Linked DNA regions of Ovis aries: region 1 is linked to region 2. The links are chromatin contacts, called in public Hi-C maps. All regions are on one chromosome and are shown on one strand. Each heading gives the region's core, a stretch centred on a gene start, on an enhancer-like site or on the middle of the called end of the contact. The rest is flanking DNA. Distances are from core to core; before and after follow the strand shown.

The links. A called contact is a pair of places that touch in the nucleus more often than the background predicts.
Region 1: a contact with region 2 is called in a Hi-C map of liver, with 3 times the contacts expected there. The contact joins the promoter of TRIM66 here to the promoter of TMEM9B in region 2. A contact is called at or near these places in 5 of 16 Hi-C or Micro-C datasets (hypothalamus, liver, muscle and 2 more).

Annotation. Positions count from the first base shown.
Region 1 is chr15:43,586,568-43,590,309 of ARS-UI_Ramb_v3.0, reverse strand. TRIM66 (tripartite motif containing 66) reads right to left here and starts at 2,435. Exons shown (of 20, transcript XM_060399936.1): 1 at 2,087-2,435. RPL27A (ribosomal protein L27a) reads left to right here and starts at 2,001. Exons shown (of 5, transcript XM_004023015.5): 1 at 2,001-2,026; 2 at 2,425-2,488; 3 at 2,906-2,981; 4 at 3,566-3,740. The coding sequence starts at 2,024. LOC114118580 (small nucleolar RNA SNORA3/SNORA45 family) reads left to right here and starts at 3,150; the gene lies at 3,150-3,279.
Region 2 is chr15:43,335,306-43,339,049 of ARS-UI_Ramb_v3.0, reverse strand. TMEM9B (TMEM9 domain family member B) reads right to left here and starts at 1,480. Exons shown (of 5, transcript XM_060399934.1): 1 at 1,294-1,480.

The DNA.
Region 1 (3,742 bases), core at 1,186-3,685, 250 kb before region 2:
CCTGACAGAGGTGTGAAGGATGGAGGGATTGGAGGAGGATGAGAATGCAGACAGGGTGATCACAAGAGGGTGCTGAACTCCAGATAAGAGATATGATAAGGGTGTTAATGAAAGCTGTGCTTTTTAGCACAAAGGCTAAAAAAGGAGGATAGGTATAGAAAAAACAACATGATGACAATGTATTAGAGGAAAAGAATGTTTGGGGACAATTTTCAAGTCTCCCTGACATCACTATATAGGTTGCCAAGGCTGTACACCAAGATATAGAATAAGGAAGGCACCAGTGAGCTGGAAAAGAGTCAAGTCTTTGGACTTGTCTATCTAGTTTATCTTAGAATGGCTGAGACACTAACCAGAAATTAATAATAAGTGAATGATTATGGAGCTCAGCAACAGAGATGTGAATTGAAGCCACTCAAGATAAATTCACCCAAGACTGTGTACTATGAAAAGTTAAGAAGGGGACAGGCAGAAGGCTGAAGAACACCAATATTTAAATGGCGGATAAAATTAGAAGAACCTGAAGGGAAGACAGAGGAAGGCAAGAGATGAGCTAGAAAAAGAAGTCAAATGGGTAAAGTAAAACAGAAAAAACAAGTGGTATGAGGAAGGGGCCATTCAGTTTGGTCTCTGGTTAATTGATGACATTGGTAAGAGCAATTTCACTGAAATAATGGGGCTGAGAGCCAGACTGCAGTGGATTGAACAATGAATGGGAAGCTAGCATTAACAGGATTTGTTGACTATTCTTTTGGGGAGCCTGGCTGAAAAGGAAAGAGGAGAGGTAATAAACAGAAACAGGGAGAATTTAGGATACTTTAGCTAAACTATATTTTAGCTGAAGGGAACAAGGCACAGAAAATTCGCACACACAGCACATACTAGAGTTAACTGAGGAAGGTGATCCTGAACACTGGTTAAGACTTAAAACGGGAAATACGCCTCTTCCACTTTAGTCTACAAAGGGAGGTGAGGACAGGTGCATTCATTCACTTAAGGATCATTTGTTGAACACGTACTTCATGCCGGGAGCTAGGAGTGCCTGGGTAAAAGAAAACAATCCTCCAGCCTTTAAGGAATTTGGTATGGTAGGAAAGATAAACACGGATCAACAAGTAGAAGAGTTTTGCGGTAGATTTTAAGCACAGTGGGGAGAAGTAAGCAACTATAACTGAATGAGTCAGAGAAGTTCTACAAGAGGAGACTCTTGCAGAGTCCAGATCAAGGAGTGGTTCTCCGGGCCAGAAGACGAGGTCATGAGCATGCTAAGCAGGTTCCAGTGAAAATTAAAATGGACGGGTAGAATTACAGTCTGGAGAACAAAGGACCCTAAAGCATCCTGGTGTAGAGGTCCCTAAAAGGAGCTTGTTTAAACGGAAATGCCCAGGACAATGGCACAAGGGCAAAGGAGAAAGGAAGACCTTGAGCCCACTCAGGAGTGTGGGCCGAGCAAGTCCCAGAGGGTGGTAGAGACATCTACGAAGACTTGAAAGGGAGCAGAGAGAGAGACCGGGTGGGCACACTGAGGGTCAAATAGTCCCTCAATGCAGCAAGCAACCGCTACCGCCCGGGCCAAGACGACCTCCAGGAACACAGCGAGAAGCGCGGGGTCGCTCAGGTATGGGGCGGTTGGTGAGGAGCTGAGAAACACGGTGGCCCCGGCCGACTCCGGGGCCTTGGCGCTGGGAAAAAAGCCCGGCCCAACAAAGCCGCAACCGAATGCACTTTAAGGCGCCAAACCCCGCCTTCCGAGACAGATATCAGCCTCTGAGCGCGAGCGCCCGCGGGACATCACAGAAACGATACACGGCACACTGCAGCCTCCGGAACAGCTCTGTAATTAACAGGGAGGCCACCGGAAAAGGAAAACGCAAGACCCGGAGTCGCGCGAGACCCGCGACGCCAAAGAGGCCCCGCCCGCGACCCTGCCTCCCAGACAGGAAGTGAGGCGATAACTCCGCCCCCGTGCTCGATAGATCGCGAGACTTCGGGGAGGCTTTCCTCTTTCGTCTAGGCCGCCGACATGGTAGGTGGTTCGTGAGGATGGTCCGCGTAGTCGTAGTCTCAACCCGCGAGCTTTACTCACCAAGCACTCCAGCCATCTACTCCCGAGCTTGCCCTGGTCTTCTAAGGCTGCGCAAGGCCAGCCGCGGGGCGGAGTGGCCGGCATGGGCCCGGAGCAGGGCGGGGAAGCTAGGGCCGCGTGTTCATCCAGGAACTTGGATTCTCGAGACACGCGGGCCGGGGCGCCCGGGCTCTTCCCTGATGAGGCCGCACGGTTCCAGGCGTGGCTTGTAACCTCAGTTTTGCTGACGGCGCCACGGAGCAAACCCCTAGGCTTGCGGGTCCCTCACAGACTGGCACGCTTTCGCCCCCTGCCCCGCTTCTCTTCGGCCTTCTCATTAAGTACCTTTTCCCATACAGCCATCCAGACTAAGGAAGACCCGGAAACTTAGGGGCCACGTGAGCCACGGCCACGGCCGCATCGGTAAGTGCTGTTTCCCCATTCTGGTCGACCTTGGACTGTCCCTGCCGGCTGCTTGCTTGTCAGTAGGTAGCTAAGTGAAGTGGGTTTGTCAGAGCTCATGCGGTCGAGTTGGATTGAACTGGATCATTAGCTGTTGGCTTTTTATTTGAGAATCTTCTGTGCTCCTGTTACAGAGAATGAGTTGGGGGGTTGGAAATGGAACGAGACCCAGTATTGAATTGGTTGAAGGCATGAAGTACTGTGTTAGTGTTATGTGGAACACTGCAAAGTGATATTTATCCCAAGAGTCTTGAAGGAGCAACATTGCTGGAAGAGATATTAAACAAAGGCCCAGAAGTATGGGGAAATGCTTTTGCTACAATAATATTGACGGGTTGGAGAAGGCTATTTTAGCCATGTAGCTATGTGTTCCTGCAGGCAAACACCGGAAACACCCGGGAGGCCGAGGTAATGCTGGTGGCATGCATCATCATAGGATCAACTTCGACAAATAGTGAGTGGTTTTCACACTGTCCTACTGACACTACTAGTTTGGGATTTAGGGGTAGAGGGTAGGTAAAGAAAGACTTCAGCGGGAAGCAAGTCTCACTACTCACGAACCTTGTCTATTGCTGGTTTTTCTCTAGTTTATGTTTGATGTGAGCTGAACTTGTCATCACTTGTCGAGGCTAGAGTCACGCTTGGGTATCCACTGTTGCCTTAGTGTGCTAGAGTCCTCGAAGAGTAACTGCTGACCTTATTCACTGGCTGTGGCCCTTATGGCATAGTCAGTCACCAGGTTAGTGACATGCATCAGGTCGACTTACACAGCCTTTAGATCTGTTTATGCCCACAGTTTATCGGGGTGGTATTAAAACTACTTGTTAGGAGTCTGGTGTGATAGGAGGGTGTAGAAGCTCTCAAGTGACCTGAATTCTAGTGTTAAGATTTGTTTTACTCGACAAGTGGAGTTCCTGCTAGGTTGGTGTTCTGCACAAGTGAACAGTGTACACTGAAATGGAGGGAAATGGACTGTGAAGATGGAAAACATAGCTCAGTTGGAGTGAGGTAATGAACATGGTTGCCTTGTTTTCCCAGTCACCCAGGGTACTTTGGGAAAGTTGGTATGAGGCATTACCACTTAAAGAGGAACCAGAGTTTCTGCCCGACTGTCAATCTTGATAAATTGTGGACCTTGGTTAGTGAGCAGACACGAGTAAATGCTGCCAAGAACAAGACAGGAGCTGCTCCTATCATCGATGTGGTTCGATCAGT
Region 2 (3,744 bases), core at 231-2,730:
GGTCCTTCCTATTGAGAAGGAAGGCTGCCAGGAGAGGCAAGTTCCTACAGTGGGAAGGGAATCTGTTAAGAGATGAGTTGAGAGGAGTTAGTTCCTAAGAGGTAAGGCGCCTGTGAGCTGGGCCTTCCTATATGGGCTTGGGGAATTTCGCAGGGTGGTCCGTGAGGCTGGTGAAGGGTGACGGTAGACTGTCAGAGCTTAAGTGTAAAGCTCAAGTTAAAAGCTCTCAGAGTTGGAAAGGCTGTAAAGTTGGAAGTGGGTCCTGTCAGGGCTGGGAAGGGAAATTTAAGGGGCCAGACATGCTGTCCGGGCCCGTCTGGACCAGGTGGGGCGGGGTAGGGTGTCAGCGCCCGGGGTGGGAGGGGGTGGGGGCGGGGGCTGTCCGGCTGTCAGGGATGGGGGGCGGGAGTGCCATCCGGCGGTCCGGAGGGTTCCGGGCGGGGGTCTGCCAGGGCTGTGACGCTAGGGATCGGGCTGGCAGGGCTGGCAGAGGACTGGGGTGGGGCTCAGGTGGACAAGGCCGGAGGTAGAGGAGGAGCGCCGGTCGGAAGCGAAGGCTGGGCGGGACTCACCTTGGCGGCGTCTGACAGCTGCACCAGCAGCAGCACCGAGAGCGCCAGGCAGGACAGGCTGAGCATGGAGGCGAGACGAAGGAGGCCGGCCCACAGGGTCGCCATCGCAGCCAGGCCCAGCAGTCGCCACAGCCGGAGCCCCCGGGACCAGCTCCGGGCCGGGCTCCGGCTCGGGCTCCTCCGCCCGCACTTCCGTCTGGGCCCTTGCGTCACGGGCCGCGCCGGGTCAGCTACAAAAAGCATTCGACCCGGAAACGGTTCCCGGTGCGGAGGCCGCGAGGCTCCGCCGTGCCCTAGAAGCTTAGGCGGCCTGTCGCGGGGACAACCTGCGCTCGGCGGAGCTTCGAGGCTCTAGGATGTCTTTCCCCGGCACAGAAGCAGCCGGGCCGCGGACCGCCAGTGAGCTGGGAGGTCCTTCCATCCAGGGAGGCAAGCCTCTCCCGCCCAGCCCCCGCAGAAAGCCCGGGCTGTCAGATCCTCTAGCAAGTCCGGGGTTCACCAGAGCGACCCCTGCGAGGCCGGAGCCGTTCGTTGGCAGCCTTAGGAGGACGGAGTGAGCCCCAGCCTCAGGAATTGCTGAGAGGCGGCCCGTCCCGGCCGGCGCAGGCGGGGTGGGTGCTAAGCTTGGGAACAGGTATGATACCGACAGAGCCATCCCTTCCCCGGAAGCCCACTCGCAGTTAGAGGGTCGAGGGGTCCTCTCTGGCACTTTGGTACTGACCTGCGGCCCACTCGCCTCCCGGAAACCGTTCCCGGGGAGGCTGCTAACAATCTGTGGGCTGCCTTCGTGTGTGTGGCCTCCGTCTGGGGCTCCTCGCTGCCCTTCCGCTGGGGGCTGACCGGTTAGGCCCGGCCTGCCGCCAGGAACTGGGCCACAGCAGAGGGGCTGGGCCGGGCCGGGCCAGGCCAGGCTCCGGAAGTTGTAGAGTTGGCGAAAGAATCTCCCTAGAAGCCGCCTCCGCTCAAGATTTCAGAAGATGGGGGATCACGGTGCTACAATCCTGTTCAGGGCTGCTGGCTCCTAACTCAAAACTGGGGACCGCTGATGATCTATCCCAGAGCGGGTCATCCTGAAGGATAATTTGGAAGAACCCTGGAGATGGTACAGTCTCTCCAATTAAAATATTTTTCAGTTAGTAGTGGAAAGGGCATAGTAAAGATTTTGGTCCAAACACTTCCTTTTTCTGGGCTTAATATGAGGGGATTGAACTCTCATATGTGGGTTTCAAATTTTGCTTTCATGGAATACCCGTGTTTCTTCCTCTAAGCAAAACTTTAAAGTGGTCTTTTCCTAGTTTGTGGAAATGCCTTAATAGATAGAATTTTCTCAGTATTTTTCTCACGTGTGATTCTTGTTGCTGCTAGACTAACACAAGAAGGTGTCTGATATTATGCCAGGTATTTTTAGACCCTTTCAGTCCCAAACGGCAGCACTAGATGACCTTTCACAGGCCCCTCCAGGCTGCCCTGTCAGTTTCCTTGTCAGATTTTCTTAGTGGGTATCCTACTGGCCAGTGTCAAATGTGTCTGACCTTAATGCACTTGTGGATTCGTGATTGCTAAAAGCTGTCTCATCAGCAAGTTTGGGATCAGTTTAGGGATAGCTGTCCAGGTCTGGATCTGAAGGAGTGCTTTTACTCTTTGGCTAAAACCTCAGAGGCCTTCCCTTCAAATTTGTTCTCAGGGCCCTGATTGGGGGCACAGAGATCTAGAGGAATATATAGTAGTGCCTCAGCAAGTACACTCAGTCTGGGCAGAATTTGAGTTACACTGTCTGACATTGGTAGCCACTAGCCCCAGGTGGCGACTGAGCACTTGAAGTGTGACTGACTGGAACTGGGATGCACTATAAGTGTAAAAATGTACTGAATTTCAAAGATTTAACATAAAAATCATATTAAAATATCTCATGTTAACCGTAAACTCAGTGTTTTTATATTCAGGTTGAAATATTTTGGATGCGTTAGGTTAAATAAAACATTAAAACAATTTCACTTTTTATTTTTACCTCTTAAATGTAGCTACTAGGAAATTTAATGTTTATGTTAGACATACCTGTTCTAGAATGTAAGATGTGGCTGCCCAGAGTAGAGTGTGACTGTATGATGATTGGTTGCCTGGCTAGAGTCTGAATGAAGACTCAGACCTGGGTAAGGAGAAGGGCAACAGCTGAACTGGCACAGCTAGAGCCCAGGACTGGCGGGGGTTGGGGGGTGGGGGCGTATATGGCATGAAACATAAAATTCCAGTGATCCAATGGAAGTGGAGGAGTTGGTTCTCATTCTGCCCTACTCATACCTAGATAACTCCTGCTTTCCCCTTAGGTCAGAGGTCTTCTCAACTAGAAAAGCTTCCCTAACTTACCTGCATTTCCATCTGTATTTGTGCAGATTTGTTTCCTAATCTAATCCGTTACAAAAAAATTATGTTTTCATATCTGCCTCTGAACTCCCAACCTCCACCCAAACTTGGCAGTCTTTGAGGGCAAGGGTTTTCATTATCTTTGTACCTAGAGACTGCTGCTGCTGCTGCTAAGTCGCTTCAGTCGTGTCCGACTCTATGTGACCCCATAGATGGCAGCCCACCAGGCTCCCCTGTCCCTGGGATTCTCCAGGCAAGAACACTGGAGTGGGTTGCCATTTCCTTCTCCAATGCATGAAAGTGAAAGTGAAGTCGCTCAGTCGTGCCTGACTCTTATCGACCCCATGGAGTGCAGCGTACCTGGAGATTGGGATAGAGTAAAAACCAATAAATGTTTGTGGGGACCTGGAAAAGGGAAAAATAGAAGAGGCTCCTCTGGTCAGTCTCTAAGAACCAGGTACCGACAGTACTTGAATCCCTGCTTCCTTTGTGACCATGAGAGGACGATGCTGAGATACCCTAAGAAGTGCATGTGGGATCTGGGCACCATAGTAGGTCAGTCAGTTCAGTCACTCATTTGTGTCTGACTCTTTGCAACCCATGGGACGTAGGAGAGGGAGATTTCTGACCTAGGATCTTCCTAGACCTTCAAGTCACATCAGGGTTGTTCTGTTTACAGACAAGACTGGCCTCAGTGAGTACGCACTCTTTCCTGTCTTTCCTGCTTCCGTGTGACTAGGTTTCCTTACTGTAATCCATTTAAGGAGTGAAAAGTCCAGGTTCACCTTCCTACCAGGCATGGGCCCTCTCA